Regions from separate parts of the Rattus norvegicus genome. Here region 1 is linked to region 2. Evidence: chromatin contacts called from public Hi-C data. All regions are on one chromosome and are shown on one strand. Each heading gives the region's core, a stretch centred on a gene start, on an enhancer-like site or on the middle of the called end of the contact. The rest is flanking DNA. Distances are from core to core; before and after follow the strand shown.

Region 1 (3,489 bases), core at 412-2,911, 140 kb after region 2:
TTCTATGTAAACGCTTGTCTTGTTTCTGAGAATTTAATAGAAACTTGCTGATTATCTAAAGAGATGCTACCTCTTTATAGCTGTGGCCTTAAAATGGCTATCACTACTCATCAAAGCTGCTAGTTCAAAGCAAAATAAATGCTAATGCAAAAATGGAATTCAGTACCTAGGAAGCGCAAGGCCCTGGGTTCGGTCCCCAGCTCCGAAAAAAAAGAACCAAAAAAAAAAAAAAAATGGAATTCACACATATTCACCCTTCAAGGCCCTAACTTTCCACTTGTTTCTCCTGAGACCAACGTATACTCTAACAACAGAAAATCTACTGTGTTTTACAACTGAGTAATCCTCACGCAGAGTCCAGAGATGTTCACAAGCATCAATGTTCAAATAACTTACCTATCCTTGTTAAGACGGTCATCTCTGGTCACCATAGCCATAACTGCCATCCGGTACATGTGATCTGACACGCTTTCCGGCTTCTCAACGTTTCTATATACCCAGCCAGTCCGTGGGACTCTCTAATAAATAAGATAAGGGGTTAAACAAACAAAAAACCATCACTGGAAACAACAAATCCAAAAGGTGCTCTTGAAGAAAATGCCAGAGAATGGCCACAGAGCCACATATCAGCCGAGTCATGATTTCAAACATATTTTTAAACAATGCTTTATTTAAACTAATCGTAGCGATCAAAATCCGAAATCAAACTAGTGAGTGGGCAAAATGCAATTCACGAGTATACGAAAGTCTAATAGTCTTTACTCCGTGCTACTGAAGTATAACTGTGGGACAAAAACACAAAAAGGTTTTAGACATAAAAGCAAAACTGGTGGTAAGCCTGGTGGTACATGCCTGGAATCTCAGAACTCAACAGGGGAAGACTCAAGTTCCAGGCTCCCAGCCTGTGTTGCCCATCTGGTCTCCATACTGTGTTGTAGTTAAGAAAAAATGCAAAGCAAAGCCCCTATATTTTTCCTAACTACGAGAGGAGTAGGGTTTTGCTGTCAAAAAAAATTTCATACAGTAATAGAATATTTTGTACATATAACATGTAACAGACTCCCCAGTTCTAACTCAGATGGCTTGGAGGAATTTCCACGGCAGTGAAGCCTTTTATTCAGATCATGATGTGATCATGTGAGTCTGCATTTTACCTGGGAGTTCTATGTTTCTAAAGGATTTCACAAACAGTAGTCACAGTGTCAGGGAACAGCTCGTCTTGGAACGTAGGGGGCTCTGCACAAGCTCTGCACAAGCTGGTGCACGCTGAAACCGAATTACTGAAACGGTCATTTCCGGAAGTCACGGCGACAGAGGAAGGTCTCCACTACTCATAAGCAGGGGCCACACTCCGGCCTTCCGCTGCAGCTCCGCAGCACCGCCCATGACCTGGGCTGTGGCGGCGCCCCGCAAAGAATCCTCGGCTGGGTTCCCGCCAGCTCCTTCCCGGCACATCCAGGCCGCACGAGGCGGGGCTGAGCGAGGGAGGTTGCGTGAGGTCGGAGCCTGAGCTGGACCCCGCCGCCTCCCGGCCCGGCCGAGCCCACTCGCTCACCTTGAGCTGCCCGACTAGACGCAGAAAACGCAACAGCCCGGCCTGGCAGTTGGATGTGGCCGAAGCCATGCTGGAGTGTAAAGAGCTGGTTGGTGACGTCCTCAGGCCCCTCCCCACTCTCCTTTAGCTCCTCCCCACTGTCTTTCGGTCCCTCCCCTCTCTTTGGCTCCTCCCCACAGCCCCACTTCCTTCTTTGGGGGACGACCTTCTCTGAATGGACTGCCCAATGCTCAGGCTTTGGGTGATCTCTGCTCAATTAACTACCATCAGCTTTCACATGGATCGCAGCTTGACGCTAAGGGCAGAAAGGCCTGAAGAGGACGAGGCTGGATAATGTCTGCAAACCTTATCTCTTAGAAGCCCAGTGTCTGATTGGCAGGAAGAGCTAGCTCTAAGGAGCGCCACTTAAAGGCCGAACATCCATAACCAGTTTAACAAAGGCACTTGGCCAAGCCTGTGAAGGGAAGAAATGAGAAGGGAGACTTTGGAGGAAGCAGGCAATGGGCTAGTAAAAGCAAGCCCATGCTGAAACCACAAGCATCCATTCTGCCCGAAACTCATCAGCGTTTTCCAGGACTTGTTTCCATTGACAGTTTAACGGTACAAGATTTTAAGGGCAGTTAATGAATATGGGCAAAACTCAAGGAGAATCAAGGATATGGATAAAATTCAAAAAGAAAGGGAAATAAAAAGGAATCCCATTTTATTTGTACCAAAGTAGGTTTATTTATATACAGGGCACTAAAAGCTGGTGGTTCTGATGAGCCATCGTCTGTTCTTGTTTCTTATTGCTTAATACACCTATCATGCCTTCCATTTGAGCCAGAATTCTGTACCAGGAACTATGGTAGAAAATGTATAGTCATCATAGCATAAGGTTGGTATAGAATGTTACTCAGTATAGAACTCAAGGCAGCATCCATGAGCAGTATCCGGGATTATTATAAGTCAGCTCTATAGCAGAAATTAAAAGTTGGCGGTGTAGTATAGCGAAGAAGCACTTGTATACATGAGGTCCCAAGTGATCTCCAGCACTTGGTAGGTGAGCTATTTATCACTTTGTGTTATCTGTAAAATAAAAGCACAAGTTTCAGGTGCCAGCACTGCCAGGCTGCCTTGCTGTGCTGAGTTCCCAGGTGTAGAGGGCCTATTCCTGTTTTTGTATATAATCCCTATCTGCTTTCTCCCTATAAGTCACACTGTTAGACACTCAAATCAGCGTGTTCGAATCAGAAGTTATCACTAAACATTCCTGTGAACATGGCTGTTTAGAGCATAAAACATTCTGAAAGTCATAACTAGGACTTTATGGAAGTAGAATATTTTCAATTAGCACCTTGCTTACCACCCTAGTTTGACAGCGTGAACTTGGGAGAATTAGGGGGCTCTTTATTCAGAGAATCAGGCAATTTGTACTCTGAGGGTTACGAATATTCACATGAGTATAGTATTTAATGACAACATCAAGCCATATGTGGCAAGAACATGTTTCCCCATAGAGGCATATGAATAATATCAGCTGAAGTAAACTCACTCCTATTCCTGGGAAGAGCACAAAACCTCATTCTAAGAACAGTTCTGGGCTTTGAAGAAGCTGCAATTGCAAGACTCTTTCCTTGTTTAATTGGAGTTTTCTCACAAGCACACGAATTCCCCTAGCTCAACTCCATTCTTGGACTGTGTTCTGATCGCACCCATCAAGATTTAGCAGTGAAAGAATACTCCTACTTGAATAGGGGCAGTGGAAACAGGTTGAGGAGCAGGGAAAGGCCTTGTCTTGAACCACTGGCATTACTTAAAGATCTCTTGAAAGGGGACACAGTGGTTCGCAGGAATGTAAGAGGTGTGTGTGGCCTCAAGAGTTTAATGCAGCTATTTGAGAGGCAAAAAGAGCTGTAAGCTGTCTGTAGGTTGGTTACTTACTAGAGGAGAAG
Region 2 (3,579 bases), core at 115-2,614:
GAAGACCAGAAAAACTGAATAGGCTCTAAAAGTGATTTATTCATCCATTTGCCACTTTGAACCTTCCTAGTTACTTTCACTAAAAGTCATTATAGGGTAAATGTCATGAAAATGATTACATACCTATGAGATCTTCAGCACAAAACTGAGAAAAACAGACAAAACCAACCAACCAAAAACCACCTGTTTGTGTACATGCCCCAAAACCACCAGCATTCTTTCTCTCAAGGGAAAGGACACCATTCATATTTCTAGCCTGTAACTTTGAGAGTAACTTGGATGTGGTGAAAATAGGACTTTTTGATTGATTATTCACTATCTTTCCTGAGCTGTAAATCTGGTTGAGGCTCTTTGGCTGAAATTACGGGAGATTTCATATAATAACCACCTTCAATCTCACCAGACTTTCTCATCTATTTTATAGAGAAAGAGAATGACACTCTTTCACCAAAAAAAAAAAAAAAATGCAAACTATGTAACACCAGGCGTAAGAAAATGCTAGACTGTGCTTTGTGGAGTTTGTGAGATGCTGAGGAAAAGGAAGTAGGTAGAAACTGGTGGAGGTGACATGTGAACGCCCATTCATACTACTGGTTTTCCAGTTACACTTCCAGACTAGCCTTGACACAGGACTGAAGTTTCAGTCTTCTCTAAAAAGGACTACTCCACCAACGCAGTGGCACAGCCTACAGGCTCTGGATAACAAGGCACATGATAACACCAAACACAGCTTTTCTTCTGTTATTTCTTCTGTTAAGTCTCAAAATACTGAGACTTAACCTACCCCCAAACCAACACTGCCTAGCCTCATTTCAGACTTTTGTTTGAGACTGAATCCATGCCCAACCCCCTAAGTACAGTAGAGAGTGATGAACTTTACAGAGGAAGTTTACACATTACATAACCTTAATAACTTATGTTTTGGTCTGAGTTACAGCTCTGTATACTCAATGTTAGATGAACCAATTACATTAAGTAAGAGTTCTTTAAACGGGCATATAAAATAAAGTTATGTAATGGGCAGTTGACAAAAATATGGTACTGGGGCGCCCAGGAACCTAACACTACCGTCTCCACCAGAACCAGTGGCTCAGCATTGTACCCCTACCCTCCCTATCTCCTTCCTGCCAAGGCATTTGTGTCTTATCTTGCAGGCTTCTGGTTGTCTGGGCATTTGCACCTTGGAGGGGAAGCCGCCCACTGGGTGCGCAGAGCGGCCAGTAGGTGGCGCCCAACCTGGCATTCTCCGCTGCGCTGGGTGGACCAGGTGGACTGGAAGGGGCGGAGGTAACCAGCAGCGGCCAGTGGTGGCCGCCCGCAGTCCCCCGCCTCCTCCACGCAACGCTCGCCCAGAAGAGGGCACGGGCGGCGTGGCTGGCAGTCTTCCGAGCTCGGGCACCGCTACCATCTGCTGCTCTGCGAGGAGTCCGTGGATTCCCCGCCGCGCTCAGCTCCACGCCGGCCACCATGGAGGCGCAGGCACAAGGTGGGTGGTCGCCGGTCGCCCCCGAGGTCTGGTCCTCAGAAGCCCAGAGAGACTCTCTTCCTTTACCTAACTTTACTCCCGGACAGACAGGGACATCCTACGCGGATGGAACTCGGAGCCGACGCGCGCCTTCGGGATCACGCTTGCATCCTTTGCCTAACTCAAATTTTGCGGTGGGGCTGGGGACCAGGGAAGGAATGGGGACCCAAAAACTGAGTAGCCGGTCCTCAGGGGATTGTGTCCTTGTCTGCACTGTGTTGTCCCTTCTAGCAGTCTGTGGGCCACACTTCCTCATCCTGGAAGGTGCTCAAAGGACCTGTTGTGTAGGCTCCGGATCCCTGCGCTGCTCTCCACCCACCGGGGGTGGGCGGTGGGGGCGGGGGAGCTGGTTCCTTGGGATTCGGGCCCTGGAGCTCACGTCCCGCTGTTCACAAGTTCGGCGCGGACGCGAGAGAGGTGGTAGTTTTGTGAAGATTCAGTGTCCCTGCTATACAGGGGCTGCAGCGGGGGGCGGGGGGGGGGGATGATTGGCCTTTCAATGGCAAAAGAGCTTCACAACTCCCCCCACTCCCACCCCCTGGCCCCCGCCTCCAGACTGATAACCCTGACCTGGTTTTTCATCCTTTCCTTAGAAAGGATGGGAGGTGGTCCTATGTGGGGCGAGAGACAGTGAGGACGAAAGCGCTCAGAAATCCACTTTGGAAGCGACACTCAGAAGGAATGGGTTGCATTAATGCCATCAGGACTACCTTTCTTCCCACTGAGGAATTCTGTGGTGCCTTTTAAAATAAATAAACTTTGTTTTTTATTTTAATGAAGCAAAGAGGTTCCGGACCTCATGCATTCTAGGGGCAAAAGCAGCTGGAATGAGGGCAGTTTTGGCAGTCTGTAGGTCTGGAGTCACTCAGTTGGTTTGCTGCCAGGATCACAATAGTCTGAACAACATGAACCATACTCTTCTTTGGTCAAAGAATCAGCCAAGGCCCTGCCCGGAAGCTGCAGCACACCCCCCCTCCCTAACACACACCCATTATCTGAAGAGGAAAGGAGAGTGCAACTAAAGGCAGTTCCAGACCCTGGAGTTGAGCTCGAACCCCAAATCCCAAAAGCATGAACAACGTCCAGCTGTGTGGGTAGTGTGGGAGTCAGTGGACGTAGGGTTACTGGGGAAGCATCAGGAAGGAGCGAGAAGGATTCTGCCTAAACCCTTCTAGAATAACAAGAGTCTTCATTGAGGCAGACCACATGATCAGATGTGGGCTGGGAGGAAGTCTGTGAAAGATGAGGAAACTACCCAGATGCTGATGCTGATCTGGGACTGAGGAGTGTGTGTGACTAAACTGATAGAGTTCTTTGAGAAAGCTTGCATGTAACAAAAGCTTACAGATGTGGCTGGGGGAAGGTCCCTGCTGACATTCAGCAAGTGGAGAGCCCTGGTTGCTGGTCAGACTCGTCCAGCAGATGCCTTTGTTTCTGAACGGAAGCAGACACTGACAGTACTGGAGCGTTCCCACCTGACTTTCAGACTAGAATGCATTTATTTCTAAGTATTGTCGAGAATTGACACCAGGACCCTTATAAAGACACCAAAATCTCTGATGGAGACAGTTCAGTGCTTAAGAGCTGTACTGCTCTTGCAAAGGACCTAAGTTTGGTTATCTACACAACTCAGCTTTAGGGGATTGGATGCCCTCTTCTGGTCTCTGTGGGACACACACACACACACACACACACACACACACACACACACACACACCACTTACAGTCAAAAAAAATTAAACCCCAAGGATCTCAAGTGTATTTGATATCTGCCTAGGACCTCTTATTCATCTCCTGTACACTTTTAATAGTCCGCAGATCACTTATTAGTGACAACGGAATGACAATGGAGAAAAGTCCGTACACATTCAGATAGTTTTTTTTCAAGTATTATTTATCTGCATTTAATTATGGGCAAGTTTGAAGACCCCATGGATATGGACTCAAGTGGACTGGGCAGATCCCATAGCAGTCATTCTGGAATCCCTGGGGTCTGACCATGAGAATACTTGAAAGCTACCCAAGTGATTCTATTATTCAATAAAATAGTAAAA

Evidence for each region. A called contact is a pair of places that touch in the nucleus more often than the background predicts.
Region 1: a Hi-C map of mammary epithelial cells shows a contact between it and region 2, with 2.0 times the contacts expected there. The contact joins the promoter of Hddc2 here to the promoter of Tpd52l1 in region 2. A contact is called at or near these places in 2 of 12 Hi-C or Micro-C datasets (frontal cortex and mammary epithelial cells).

The regions. Positions count from the first base shown.
Region 1 is chr1:28,131,316-28,134,804 of GRCr8, forward strand. It overlaps Hddc2 (HD domain containing 2), which reads right to left and starts at 1,662. Exons shown (of 6, transcript NM_001108460.1): 1 at 1,556-1,662; 2 at 397-518. The coding sequence starts at 1,624.
Region 2 is chr1:27,989,871-27,993,449 of GRCr8, forward strand. It overlaps Tpd52l1 (TPD52 like 1), which reads left to right and starts at 1,365. Exons shown (of 8, transcript NM_001044295.1): 1 at 1,365-1,486. The coding sequence starts at 1,468.